4 separate regions of the Mus musculus genome follow, and regions 1, 3 and 4 are each linked to region 2. A link is a contact called in public HiChIP or PLAC-seq, Micro-C and promoter capture Hi-C data. All regions are on one chromosome and are shown on one strand. The core of a region is the stretch at or near the end of the contact, and the rest is flanking DNA. Distances in the headings are between cores, read along the strand shown.

What was found. Promoter capture Hi-C pulls out the DNA fragments that hold promoters and counts their contacts. Hi-C and Micro-C count contacts between places; a contact is called where the count stands out from the background. HiChIP or PLAC-seq counts read pairs in DNA pulled down with a chosen protein or histone mark.
Region 1: an H3K4me3 HiChIP or PLAC-seq map of bone marrow-derived macrophages shows a contact between it and region 2, with 3 times the contacts expected there. The contact joins the enhancer-like site here to the promoter of Ppp1r3b in region 2. A contact is called at or near these places in 20 of 39 promoter capture datasets (the 3T3-L1 cell line, 3T3-L1-derived adipocytes, the C10 cell line and 11 more), 2 of 15 datasets of contacts at CTCF or cohesin (large pre-B cells and pro-B cells), 2 of 484 Hi-C or Micro-C datasets (the HL-1 cell line and adipose-derived mesenchymal stem cells), 6 of 115 datasets of contacts at active chromatin or transcription factors (bone marrow-derived macrophages, embryonic stem cells, microglia and 1 more) and 4 of 9 other capture datasets (adipose tissue, embryonic stem cells, liver and 1 more).
Region 3: a contact with region 2 is called in a promoter capture Hi-C map of liver, with 2.1 times the contacts expected there. The contact joins the enhancer-like site here to the promoter of Ppp1r3b in region 2. A contact is called at or near these places in 6 of 39 promoter capture datasets (embryonic stem cells, hippocampal neurons, liver and 2 more).
Region 4: a contact with region 2 is called in a Micro-C map of embryonic stem cells, with 2.6 times the contacts expected there. The contact joins the promoter of Cldn23 here to the promoter of Ppp1r3b in region 2. A contact is called at or near these places in 2 of 39 promoter capture datasets (liver and pre-B cells) and 2 of 484 Hi-C or Micro-C datasets (both in embryonic stem cells).

Annotation. Positions count from the first base shown.
Region 1 is chr8:34,863,942-34,867,272 of GRCm38.p6, reverse strand. All of the region lies in intron 11 of Tnks (tankyrase, TRF1-interacting ankyrin-related ADP-ribose polymerase), which reads left to right. Among named protein-coding and RNA genes, the nearest start is that of Dusp4, 58 kb to the right of the region's middle. Within about 2 kb of position 1,497, at least 7 of the 459 cell types and tissues checked have an H3K27ac peak or open chromatin away from gene starts, as enhancers often do. A contact at or near this core is called in bone marrow-derived macrophages and microglia, where this site is marked.
Region 2 is chr8:35,374,571-35,378,301 of GRCm38.p6, reverse strand. Ppp1r3b (protein phosphatase 1, regulatory subunit 3B) reads right to left here and starts at 1,640. Exons shown (of 2, transcript NM_001364452.1): 1 at 1,549-1,640.
Region 3 is chr8:34,994,757-34,998,288 of GRCm38.p6, reverse strand. No RefSeq gene overlaps it. Among named protein-coding and RNA genes, the nearest start is that of Tnks, 31 kb to the right of the region's middle. Within about 2 kb of position 2,143, at least 29 of the 459 cell types and tissues checked have an H3K27ac peak or open chromatin away from gene starts, as enhancers often do. A contact at or near this core is called in liver and stem cell-derived epiblast-like cells, where this site is marked.
Region 4 is chr8:35,825,188-35,828,422 of GRCm38.p6, reverse strand. Cldn23 (claudin 23) reads left to right here and starts at 1,864. Exons shown (of 1, transcript NM_027998.4): 1 at 1,864-3,235. The coding sequence starts at 2,091. The coding sequence ends at 2,981.

The DNA.
Region 1 (3,331 bases), core at 248-2,747, 510 kb after region 2:
TCACTCAGCACAGGGCAACCAGCTGCCCTCAGTACTGGGTCCCCAAGAACTCATCTTGGTCAGAAAGGGCAGTTACTGTGTGGTTTTGTGTTTAAAGTCATAGGTTGTCCTTCGAAGTTCATTTAACTTTTTTTTCCCCTAGTAAAATTGTCTCTTTGTCCTTTCTTTTTAACAGAGGTTCCTTTATCTTAGATAACAGTAGTTTTTAGGTTAACAAACAAACAAAAAAAGACTAACCAGCTTCATAATTTATAAACACTAAAACACAATCCACTAACCTGCTTATAGAAAACTCCTGCTTTGTGTTTAGGTAGTGTTTGCAGGAACATAGTAAAGATGAAATTTGAGTATCAGATTTTCAGTAAACCACATTAAAAGTAAAAATACAGCCAGGCAGTGGTGGCGCATGCCATTATTCCCAGCACGCGGGAGGCAGAGGCAGGCGGATTTCTGAGTTCGAGGCCAGCCTGGTCTACAGAGTGAGTTCCAGGACAGACAGGGCTATAGAGAGAAACCCTGACTCGGAAAAAAGGAAAAAAAAAAAAAAAGTAAAACTACTACTGTTTGTTAAACATAGTTAGTTAATAATATGTTTCTTTGATAGGCTCCACATGAATCTCCTTAACTGATAATAGCTGTTGAACCAGGTGTTACAACCAAGCAGTGACCTCAAATAACTCTTGTAAGACTGGAGATTGGAGGCTGGAGGGATGGTTTCTCTTCTGCAGTGCATCCGAGTCCATGGTTAGCACCTGTGTTGAGCAGCTCCCAGCTGTCTGAAACTCCAGCTCCGAGAGGGAGCTGGCCTCCAGGGGAGCTTGCACCTTTGCACACCACACATTCCCACACAGAAAGAAACTCGGAACATACACTTAGTTAGGAATAAAATCTTTAAAACAATGAGACTGTTCTCTAATAGAGCTGAATGGTATCTTCCAGCATGCCTTTCCTTCCTGACCCTTGCATTCCCCTTACATGAGCATCAGATTGCTGTGTGGTGTTTTAGTGGTGTTTGCACTACTTGATTATACTTTACAGGTAAACAAGATTATGTATATTAAATGCTTTAGAAGGACATTTGGCATTCTTAATCGAAATCAAGTAAGTTAAAATAAAGAGAGCAGTCGTACAGGTTTATCACCTACTTTGTAGCTACAACTATAGCATTGTTATAAGCAACATGTTGTATCAGAAATAGTAAGCTAAGGGGGCTTTCTGCTACACTTGTGTGAATTATTGTTGCCCTAGGCTTGACTTTGCAAGTCACTTTTGACAATTACATTATAATACTCATACAAACCATAATGTTCTTAATTCTTAAAAATGTGTATTATTACCTACAAGGCATTTTTTCAGAAAAGTTAATTGAAAAATAAGCTTTTTGTTATAGCCTCTCTCAGTGGCATTGCGTAGATGCGAGGCTCTCAGTCCTTCCTGGTGCTCCACGTGCGTGATGTGTTATTATTAGCATCTTAGGTCAGCAGTGGACTTCTGCAACTGAAAACAGTCTGCTAGTGACGCGAATGACTTCTAGTGTAGCATGTCCTTCCTGGTCTTCCACTACAGCACACAAGTTACTGATTCCTTTAAATACAAAGACAATATATAAGTTGTCATCAGTAGATCTCAAATGCCTTCAATCCTAGCACTCAAGAGGCAGAGGTAGGTAGATCTCTGCTGAGTCCAACCTAGTCTACATAATAATCTATAGGCAAGCTAAAGCCAAATAAGGAGAGGAAGAAGGAAAAAAGGAAGGAACTGGAAGGGAGGGAGGAAAGGATCGTGGGCAGTGGCAGCAGCGGCTGCTATATCAACTCCCTATCACTCATTCCTGGATCCCAAGGCAGTGTGCCAGTCCCACAGGGTTGCTGCCTCCATTCTTCATACATTAGTAAAAACTTTTCTTGACTCCTAATGGGTCATGTTTTCCTTGCTTAGTATTTTCTTTCTGTGATTCTATTGGACTTTTAAGTGGCCCATAGTTAACATTTGAGTCTAACAGCACTTTCTGAACATGTTCACATGATCAAATCCCTAACAAGCCACAAAAGGGAGGAAAAGTGTAATTTGCTCATGGTTCAGAGGTTGAGTCTATAGTGGAAGGAGAGTATGCTGAAGTAACCACACCGAGCCAAATAGGCAGCAGAGAGGAGCACTAACAGAAAGACACAGACAGAGGACATACCCCTAGTGACCCGCTTCTCCAGATACTACGATGGATACTCTGGATGGAACTATGGCCATCCGCAGTTCTGTCTCCTAGTAGCCTGCACATTCTGACTCTGTCAGTGGATTAGCACATTCATTTAAACTGAACCCTTAGAGTCTGGTCATCTCTAGAAAAGCCCTCAGACATACCCACAAGTTTGCTTTTCTAATTATTAATTACTTAGTCCAATCAAGTTCATAATCACAGTTGTCCATCATGACCTCTAAATGTATAGCTTAAGAGTGTCTTAACTATGGTTAGCATGTTGAGTATGTAACATAAAATCAAGCTTTTTCTTTTTTTAGTGGCAGTTTCACATTTTAATAAAAATAATCTGTTTAGCATTGAATGTTAAGTATTTGTAGTGGACCAGGGGGTTAAGACTTACGACTTGGTCTCAAAGCATTTTAGGGGGGCTCTGGGGCTTCAGGGGAAGAAGGAAGGCAGTGGCAGGACTGCTCGCTTTGTCTGGTGGGAGTTTTGTTGTTCATTTCTTTGTGGGGTAGAGTCTCCTATGTAGTCCTAGCAAGCTTAGAAACTGCCGTGCAAACAAGGCAGAGCTCAGACTTCCCTGAGAGGTTTGTGACAGTGCTTTCTAGTAAAGAACAGGTCCTTCCTCACCGGTCCCTGTAGCAAGCCTGTTTACTATTCCTGTCTGTTACACATTTAGTGCTCTAAGTGAGCTCTATAGACAGACTACCAACAAACACTTATAAGCTCTTCTATTTATCTCCACTGAGTGAGTGCTTTTCTCATCAGTAACTTTATTTACTTCAACCTGGTTGCTTGATAAAGTACTCCATAATCTTTAGTAGATGTTACTTAGACTTTGAGGGAAGGATTATAATCTCCATTCATAATTTAAAAATATATATCTGTTAAATGAAATGATTTTGTATTACATTAGTAATACACTTACACTTATACTTTACAGATATGAACATTCTTAAGATACAGAAAGACAACTTAAAGGAATGAGTAAATATCTCATATGCATAGAATGTTTAATATAAAATTTCATTATGTGGCCAACTTACCAATTTCTGTTATAAGTCATTGCTCATCAAATGGAACTTTTAAAACTAAATCTTAATTCTTTTTACAAACTTATTCCAAGAACCA
Region 2 (3,731 bases), core at 391-2,890:
GTTTAGCTTTCCTGACTCTCAGCTATGGATGTCTCAACAGGACTGTGACAGTGATGATGGCCACTTAGAAGTACTTTCCAGAAACCGAGACAGTCCACCAATAGTTAAGTCCCCTAAAGGAAGGCAGCTGGACAGGTGCTTGAGGAAACATCTTCACAGCCACACACTCGTGTATGTACTGAAGTCCTTATTCTGTCTCCAACACTGCCCCAGGCTTTCCTTCTACCGAGGAAACAGGCAGTAGCAGAGACCACCGATGCACATTTGAGCCGGTAAAGCGACACAGGACCTGGACACAGTTGCAGGACAGGATCCCAGGAGCCTAAGGAGCTGTTTCCCAAGAACAATCACACACCCTGCTTTCACGTGGGTGCCTCAGAAGTCAACTGCCTCTGAAGAGAGCTTGGGCCAGGTTTGGGACGCTTGCAGAAATACCTTCTGTGTCCTACTGAAATAATGTGGTCTTTCAAGATGCTGCCAGCCTTAGAAGGCCAGTAATATTTCTTTTAAGCTTGACAAGTCTGAACAGAAAAACAAAAACAAAAAACCAAAAAAAAAAAAAAAAACCAAAAACCAAAAAAAACAAAAAACAAAACAAAACAAAACAAAACAAAAAAAACCAAAACCCACAACCTGCCTAGCTTCAGGCAGTTGAGCGACTGAGTTTCTGACTGAGACCTTCTTTCTGCAACTCTTCCTCGCTGATGTCAAAACCAAGTTAACAATAACCCACCGCAACACTACATTAGATAAATATCCTCAACCAATTCAAGACACCACCATCCACTCCTCCCCCCCCCTTTCAGCAAATCTCGGTTCTCTCCCCAAATGTCTAGCTGATACTTTTATATGTATGAAGTTGACATTGGCCCCCTTTTGTATACAGACCCTAATTATTACAGTTTTAATGTATACACCCCTCAATCCTTGAAGAGAAATGTTTTTGAATAGGGCCGCATAATGAGCAGTCAGGTAGCTTTGAATGAGGCAGCCCACACCAGCTAATAAGGGCCAAAGACAGCAAGAAGCTCAGGCCTAAGAAGGCCTCTGCCCAGCTGAGCTTTAACAAACGAAGAACTCTCCGGGTTTAAGGGTTTCTTCTGAGGTCACTTGCAGCTTTGACCTTCAAGGTTGCTAATAGGGCCCCGATGCTTCTCTTTCTACTAACTTTCCCCTAAATGGCCCTAGTTTACTTCAGCTGTCTCTACTTTCTCCCTGGCTCCTGGACGTTCTTGCCAAAGGGACCAGTTCCTTCCCTGCCTAGGCTGAAGAAGCCTTTCTTTCTCCTGGACCCGCAAGCTGAGACAGGGCCACATTCCAGCAACTCTGCAAGTTCCCCCACTCAAGTCTTTTTCAACTTTCTCTGTTTCCCCGTGGGCCTGCCATCCCCTGTTCTGAAGCTGCCGTCCGGTTCAGAGCCTCTCCTCTGGGTTCAAAACGGTAGCTGTGAACAAGTCCCTGGGGGAAGGTCAGCGAGTCCCCATCCCACCAGACACAGGGTGTGCCTGCACCCGCCCTCGCCCCAGCTTAGACTGGGTCTGCACCTACCTCTCCCGGCGGCGCCGCAGCCGGGGCCGCTGCTCGCTGGCCTCATGGGAGAGCCTGAGAGAAGTGTCAGGGTTGATTGCTGCCACTGAACTACGTGAGCGTCGGGGTGTCCCGGGGGTAGGGCCTGGGCTTAGTTCCCGGAGACGAACAAGGAGGAGGAGCCCAAGTTATCACATCAGGGCGGGACCTGGCGGCGGGACAGCCCAGATGGGGGCAGCGCCTCGCGAGCACCCCCACGCGGGCTGCCCCGTTCCCGGGTGGAGCTCGCCTCGAGCCCATTGCCTTCCGAGACCCGAGACGACACAGCGTGTGCCTCTTGCCTGTGTGCAGCAAAAGGAGATCTGAACCTAAGTGGGGAGTAGTAGGGACTGGTCCGCACTACTTGATGGAGTCAGGGCTGGGACACGGGTTTCTCGCGTCTATTTCGTAACGGGAAACTGAAGCCCCGGGAGCTTGTATTTGGACTCCAGATTCTGCCACAAAAAACTAGAATTATCTTCCAAAGTGTCACATCTCAGGTTGGGGATGTGCCACGTTAGGACTCGAGACATCCTTTCTGTTCAGGACACGTTTCGCAGGCTAACTCGCTTAGGGATCTCGGGGGTCCCCTCTAGGCTCCATCCCAGCTCCGGTGCCTGAGATGTTTCTGCACGCTGAAGCGACAAGCCACCCGAGCCCAGCTAGGGGATTCTACTACCTGGGAGTCAGTGTTAGTGGGACAAATGGTAAGTGTCGGAGAACTCCCCCGCGTGCCCCTCACCGCAGATTTCCTGGCTCTGGACCTTGAACTAGAGGCTTGAGGAGGTACGTACCCGGTACCACTCTTGAGTACGGAGGGGAGACCCTTCAGCCCGCCCCACCATCTGAGCTGGGTGACAGTGACAGCAACCACGACGGCAAAAGTGGGGCAGGCACTCGGCTTGGTCCACGCAACAGCAGCCCTCTCACCTGCTCACTGGATTGCAGCACTCTGGATTCCAGCTCCAGCAATCTGTGGCTCACTTTAACTTTCCAGCCACCTCTCCCCACTAAGGGTGCTATCCAAGACCACCTTACCCCCACCCCCACGTGAACGCAGGACTCAGCCAATGAGCTTCCGGGACATGAGCCGCAGACCAATAGCTACACTTGGGGCGAACAGCACTCTACCACGTGATCTGCAGTGTGTGGCGAGTGACAGGGCTGGAGTCCAGGATCTGGGAAGGGGACAGCGGGTCACAATTTCATCAGGAACCGGGGTACCCATGCCAAGGGGTGGAGGCGATTTCCTACGGTAGAAGGTCCGGCTGTAGAGAGACGGACTGAGGAGCACAGGCTGTGTGCAAAGTTCCCCACTGCTAACAAAGTTCTAGCTAGATGGTAGACTCCCAAGTGTGGAAGGCAGTGTTGTCTTTCCTTTGGCCCCTCCTTCTCCCGCCCTCTTAGGACAAAAAGCCCCAGGGTTCACAGATGGCCATGACCTTCTCAGAATGCCCAGAAGCAAGTGTTCTCTCCCCATTTTGATTTTATCTGCAGCAGTAGTGTCCCAAGCATTCACTGGATCTTGCTTTTGTGGCTGTTACTCTAGCAAAATCTTTCCCTTAGCGATGTTATCTGGCAGAAGAGCATGACTCTCATGCTCACAGTACTGCACAGGTGAGAGAGGATTAGTAAGGTGGGTGTGTTTAGGAAACAGCCTGACTTCGGTCCATACAGTAGCCTGGAGTTCTATACAGGGTCTGAACACTTTAGGAAACAAGGATTCCTCTTGGGAAACCTATGGCCCTGAGCAGCCACTTGAGTGAGGTAGGCTCATGGTTTTCTACCTTTAATGACTAGTGAAAATTTGGGAAGTTGCTAATTGATACAGGATTGCCAACTTTACAAAGTGTTAAGTCAACACACTAAAACAAACAAATCTACCACCCGCCCTTTCTGTTTTGAAACAGCCTCTTATTACATAGCTCCAGCTGATCTCCAACTTAACCCTGTAGTACAGGCTAGCTGCAAACTCATAGCCTTCCTGGGTTATAGGCACGCACCACCACTTACTGACTTTTTTTGTTAAGTTTTTGGTTTTTTTGGTTTTTTTGACAAGGCTTTTGTGTGTAGCCCTGGCTATCCTAGAACTCACTCTGTAGACCAGGTTGTCCTTGAACTCAGTGAAAGAGAGAGAGAGAGAGAGAGAGAGAGAGAGAGAGAGA
Region 3 (3,532 bases), core at 894-3,393, 380 kb after region 2:
ACCTTCTGTCTCATGAATATACCTATACTAGTTACCTTGTATAAGCAGAATTAACAATATTTATCCTTTCCCAATTGGCTGATTTCACCTAGTAAAACAGACTCAACTTTCTTCCTTGTTGTAGTATGTATTAGACTTCTCTGTCTCTGTCTCTCCCCCTCTCTATCTCTCTGTCTCTGTCTCTCTGTGTGTGTCTCTCTCTTTCTCTCTCTGTCTCTCTCGGTCTGTTTCTCTGTCTCTCTCTCTCTCTGTCCCTGTCTCTGTCTCTTTCTTAGACAGAATCTCTTTACACAGCCCTGGCTGTCCTGCAACAACTCTATATACAGAGCAGACGGATCTCTAAATCACAGAGATCCACCTGCCTCTTCCTCTGGAGTGCTGAAATTAAAGGCATGTGCCACCTTGCCTGGTTTCCTTTTTTTTTTAAGCTAAATAATATTTTGTTTTGGTTATTAGTTCTCCTATTAATAGTCAATTGAATAATGAATATATTTTGACCCCTGTAAAGATCACCTTTATAAATATTAGTGTATAAGTATCTATTTGAGCCCCTGTTCTCATTTCTTATCAGGAGAGATACTAAAAGTAGAATTGCTGTACTATATGGTAATTCTATGTATAACTTTTTAGCAATCACAATAACCTTTTCCTTCATAACTGTAACTTCATAACCATTTTACATTCCCATCAGCAATGACAAAGCTCCACTTTATACCTTCAGCTTCACTGCATCTCTCTCTCTCTGCAGGTGTGTATGTTTGTGTTTATTTATAATATCTATCCTAGGGTTGGAGAGATGGATTCTTCATTAAAGGCTAGGCTCACAACCAAAAATATAATATTTATCCCAATGGTCTTAATGTGGTATCTTCTTGTGGGTTTGATTTTTATTTCCCTAATGGCTAGTGACATTAAATATCTTTCATCCGTTTATTGGCCATTCACACAGCTTCTTTGAAAAATATTCTATTCAAATCCATTGCTAGTTTTCTAATAGGGTTCTTTGTTTCAAAGTATCTATATTCTCTCTGTGTCTTTCTCTGTGTGTCCCTGCAATGTATGTGTGGAAAACAAGTTTGCAGCATTGATTCTTTTCTGCCTTTATGTGAGTCCTGGGAGTTGAACTCAGGTCTCCAGACTTGCCTGCTGGCTGCCCAGAATCTATATTCATACCAGAATCCCAGGTGACATAGTGGACTATTATTGGCCTTGAGATGACACTGTAAGAATCACTGTTTTGTTTTCTAGGATTTTGATATATTGCCTTTTTTCCTGTGAAGAGCAACAGGGGAACAAAGGATGCCCTGAAAACAGAGCAAAATCAATCAAACAAACAAACAGAGCCCAGGTTGAACTCCCCAGCATCCTTAGAATCTATATAGCCTTATCTATATGTGTTACAGTGCACTGGAGATGGTAATCCTTCTACAGCTGGCCATGGAAGGATGCTAACACTGAATCAAAGATTTGAGAAGCATCTATTTCTGAATCATCATGGAGCCTCAAAGCTCCTGACTGGCAGGAATCATTTTTATACACATGATTTATTTAAAGAGAATAATTATCTTAAGGCAGTCTCGCTGTTCGGCCTGATTTAAAAGAACCATTATTGGCCATGTGAATATGTAATTAACATGATTTATTTGTCAAGTGCTGAACATAGGTAAATTTCCTACATTTTTATTGAGTTTGAGAAGTTAATTAGTATGCCTATTAAGCAAAACTCAAAGAACATTATACATGAAGTATTTCCTTATAATTCAAATAAACCGATTTCAAAACCTATCGAGCTATAAATTCTATTCAATAGTTCCCAATCATAGTTCCCTTGTACTTATCTTTAACAGTAAAAAGCTTCTATGTCTATTGAGATATCTCATGACCATTCTTGCTGAATGTACATAATTAAACTTGTTTTTTGTGAAAATCTGTGGAAATAAAATTTGCTTGATCATTAGTACTTGGAATTTATGTAAGCCCTCATTTGTCTAGCCTTCCCTTTCCGCTGGTTGCTTTTGAGCTCTTCTCACGGTGTTCAGCATGTGGTTTATTTTTGTTGTGCCTTTTGACATGTTTCAGTGGGACAAAGACCTTAGATGGACTCTTGTCATAGCTGGTGCTTGGTGTCCCCAGAGTCAGTGTGACTCGTGGAATTCATTACCCAACCACAGTCGCAGCTCCATTTGTGAGAGCCAAAAAAGATAAGGACCAAATCCAGCAAAGGCAAAAGAAAAAAGTCACATGGGCAGGCAGTGCAAGCTTTCCCAGGGTCTTTTCCCAGCAGAACCTCACAGAACGTGCTGAGTCCACCCCCGCCCCCACCCGTGTCGCTAGAGCTGGGACAATACTTGTGAAGGTTATCAGCAAGTCAAGCTCTGATTAGAGATCCCTTGCCAAGGCTTTTCACTGGAGGCTAGCTAAATACACAGCCTCTGTCTGCTACATAGCAGATTCCAGACTCCCAGGAGGAAAGTGTGTATTCAGCACTGGGGTAGTTGATTCTATTTTCTTGGCTGGGCTACAGGGCCCAGGTAGTTGGTCAAACATTACTCTGGATACTTCAGTGAGGGTGTTTCTTTTTAGATGAGATCTATATTTAATTCTATAGACTTTTGAGTGAAGCAGATCATCTTCCCAGTGTACGTAGTAGGCCTCATGCAATCATTTTAAAAACTTGAAAGACTGGCCTCTGACTAGGAGCTGGTAGATGGCCTTTGGACTTGAACACCAGCATTGGCTCTGCCTGTGTCTCCGAGATCATGGGCATCCTTAAGATCCTGAACTTGCCAGACCATAATCGTGTCTACACTCTCCCTTCTCCCATCCCACACCCACACCCTATTGCTTGTCTCTGTCAAGAACACTTGATGAATATAAGCAGGAACTTTATTGTCTGTACAAAAAATTTAGGCACACAGAGCGACTCTGATCAATGGATGAGGGAGAAACCTTGGTATCTAAATTCCCAGATGTCAGTCAAAGGCCAAGCTTGCAAGTACAACTTTCCAAGGCTCTCTGTAGCCGTCCAGCAGCCATGGATGAACTGGCTACCTGAAAGAGCGGGGGTTGGGGGGGAGCGCTGAAAATGAAAAAGGAATGGGACGCGAGAGAAGAATGAAGCCAAGACCAAGTTTCTGATCAAGGCTCAAAGTTTAATTTTCATCACTGCGTTTATATAGGGAAAGCCCACAGACCCCCATCCTTTGTTTCAGCTGGATTATGTTGCAAACCAAGCTCATTGGGCAGGTGGCTCCTGTAGGAAACTGCAAATACAATGAGGCCAGAGACTCCAGCTAAGTTGTAAAACCATTGTGGGTGGATTTAGCCTTCTCAACAAGCACGCGAGGGGGGTGGGGGGCAGCAGTCCAGGCTTGCTACATTCACTCTTTTCTCTATGAACTCGCACATCATACATTTTATAAACCATAGGAAGTACCCATTTTAGAAAGGGATGGAGAGAGAGAGAAAGTTTTCTTATCTCTGGTAGATCCTTGTCCACACACACCCGGATTCTTTTTGGTTCCCAGTGAGT
Region 4 (3,235 bases), core at 615-3,114, 450 kb before region 2:
CTCTCTCTCTCTCTCTCTCTCTCTCTCTCTCTCTCTCTCTCTCCCTCCCCCCCCTCTGTCATAGCTACAATTTAAAAAACCAACAACTCCCTTTTAACCACACCATGGACTGGTCATGAGGTCAGTTTATAGAGTCACAAGATGCATACACCTTGAGGACATTCTGCCTAGTGAAATAAGCTAGACCCAGGCGCATCTGGCTTCCGTTTACCTGGAGTATCCAGCTAACCCTGTGAAGGTAGAGGGGTTCAGGGATGAAGGAACACACTTGTCACTGCTAAACGGTCAGTTTGAGTTTGGAAAGATCCAGAGTCTGTAGCTCTCCAGGGATGCAGTATGATCTACAGCACTGAACAGGCTGATTTTAGTAAATAGTTTTAATTACAGCAAATTATATAAAAAATACATTTCCATTGTAAGAAATATATAGAACAGAGAAAAATATGTTAAGAAAGCATTTTTCAAGGAAAAGCATGACTCTCGCCCAATATAAAGTGAATATGTTCTAAATATGTAAAGGTATTTAAGGAGAATGTGAACAGCTCATACCTAGACCAACAGGAATGTTAAGATGAGTTTGACAGGCAGTGCCAAAGTAGGTGGTATTCAATGAGCAAAACATATTACGTTATTGTGGGTAATTATACGCTCATTATAAAAACCTTTTAAAAAAGAAACCTAAGCACGTGGATTGTAAACATTGTATTCTGTCAAATTGGCTAATTAAAGGCTGCACACTAAACCAGTGACATCAGGGATCACTGGCTCCTGCCTTTGCCGATGCAGATTTTCAAGCTGTCGTTTTTAACCAATCAAGGTGAATATCGTGCTCCTTCTAATTATATTTCATTGGTTACAAATTTGCCCTTTTCCATGAAAATAAAAAAAGCTAATTGACATTCTTTGGATAATAACCAATTATATTCCATCCTCGCAGAACCTCTGGGTTTCTCCAATACATCATAGGCCCGCCAAGTTCTGAACGGGAAAATCGAGTCAGCCTCTTATCCACTTGAAAAAAAAACGGTTTGTTATTAATTTTTAAATGTATTCACTTTACATCCCAAACAGCTCCCCTTCTCCTCCCAGTACCCCCATTTAGTTCCTTCCCTCATTCTCCTCTGAGAAGGGTGCCACCCCCACCCCCCAACACACACACATAAGTCACTGCAGGACTTTACAAGACTGAAGAGAAAACTCTTTCGCAACTCTTCAACCCAGAAATACTCTCCCTTTCATATGAGTTAAACTTCAGGCAGAGCGTGGAGACTTTATTAAGCAAGTCTAGCAAAGTTTCCATAATGCAACTGTTTGGATACACCCTGAGCCTGGAAACCGTGGTGCACACAGGTCCCGTGCATCCTGAGCGCACCACTGTGCCCTACGTGGCTGCAGATGGCAGCGCAAAACTTTCGAGGGATGCTGGTCACCAGCTGGGAGTGAAAAGAGACTTGTGTTGGCAGGGCCCACGGGCAGAGTTGGGGAGAATTGGAGGCAGTGTAGGGACGCTTTGCTTTCTGACCGGACCTGAGAAGGAAAGGGAAGAGGGGAAGGTGTAGCTAGGCGACAGGTGAGACGACACTAGCGGCCCGCCCCCTTTGTCCCGCCTACAAGCGCGCAGGCAGTGCGAGAGAGCGAGGGCGGGGCGACCTTTGCTCGAGCCCTAAACCATCCGGGCGGGCTGGGAGGAGTGGCCGGGCTAGGAGGAGCGGCTGGGCTAGGGTGGGGTGTCCGGGTCCTCAGAGTCCGAGGTCGCCTCCTTGCCAAGTGGCCCTGGCGCTCCCGCCCCTCCCACCCGGTAGGGTTTGGCCTTGGGGGCCGCACCTGGGCGCGCGGTTTCGGTCTGACCGGACTCGGAGCTGGTTTCGATTAGGGACAGCGGCTGGGCGAGAGGGCGGAGCGGTTGGGACGCGAGAGAGGAGGGGACTTGGTGTGAGAGGCTCAGTGGGGACAGTTCCGCGCGAGAGACAAAGAGCGCCCAGAGAGCGCAGCGAGCATCGCTGCTACCCAGCCCGGCAACCTCGCAGATTCGAGGACAGGGTGCGCAGCGGAGCAGCCACAGCTGCTAGGGACCCAAGAGGCTACGCAGGATGCGGACGCCGGTGGTGATGACGCTGGGCATGGTGCTCACGCCCTGCGGGTTGCTGCTTAATCTTGTCAGTACACTGGCCCCGGGCTGGCGGCTGGTGAAGGGCTTTCTGGACCAGCCAGTGGACGTGGTGCTGTACCAGGGGCTGTGGGACATATGTCGCGAGCAGAGCAGTCGCGAACGCGAGTGCGGCCAGCCCGACGAGTGGAACTACTTCCAGACCCAGCCTGTGCAGGTGGCCCGGGGACTCATGATCACGTCACTGGCCACTACCGCCCTAGGGCTGCTGCTGGCTTCCCTCGGTGTGCGCTGTTGGCAAGATGAGCCCCACTACGGGCTAGCGGGCCTCTCTGGCGTGGTGTTTTTCGTCGCTGGCCTCTTCAGCCTCATCCCGGTCTCCTGGTATAACCACTTCTTGTCAGATCCCGACGTCCTGGCCGCCCCGAGCTCGCCGGTCACGGTGCAGGTCAGCTACAGCCTGGTGCTGGGCTACCTAGGCAGCTGCCTGCTGCTTCTGGGCGGCTTCTCTCTGGCGCTCAGCTTTGCGCCCTGGTGTGAAGAGCGTTGTCGCCGCTGTCGCAAGGCGCCCCCAGCAGGCCCGCGCCGCAGCAGCATCAGCACCGTCTACGTGGACTGGCCGGAACCAGCGCTCACACCTGCCATCAAGTACTACAGCGACGGACAGCATCGGCCTCCTCCCACCGCAGAGCACAGGGACACCAGCAAGCTCAAGGTTGGATTCCCGATGCCACGACCGCCACCCAAGTCCTACACCAACCCGATGGATGTGCTTGAGGGAGAAGAAAAGAAGACAGCCACCTCCCAAGGTGGTTCCTCCTCTCGCAGCACTCGGCCCTGCCAAAATTCGCTGCCCTGTGACTCCGACCTGTAGACAGGGTTCACCTGAGCTCTGCCTGGAGTCTGAGGGTGACTTGAACTTCTGCCAGTACATCTGCAACTAGAACCCTGGTCGCCTTCCTCTAACTGGAGGGCAAGCCTTCCTTTTCTAGGGCCAAACTCCTCTCCAAATACTAGGTTGGGTTCATTTATCTTTTAAGGAGTTTTACTTTTCTCTCCAGAGGGACCAGGTCTTCTTATGCAGTGACAAGAGTGCGTAGTGTTTTCTTTGCATACTGTTCATCGCAG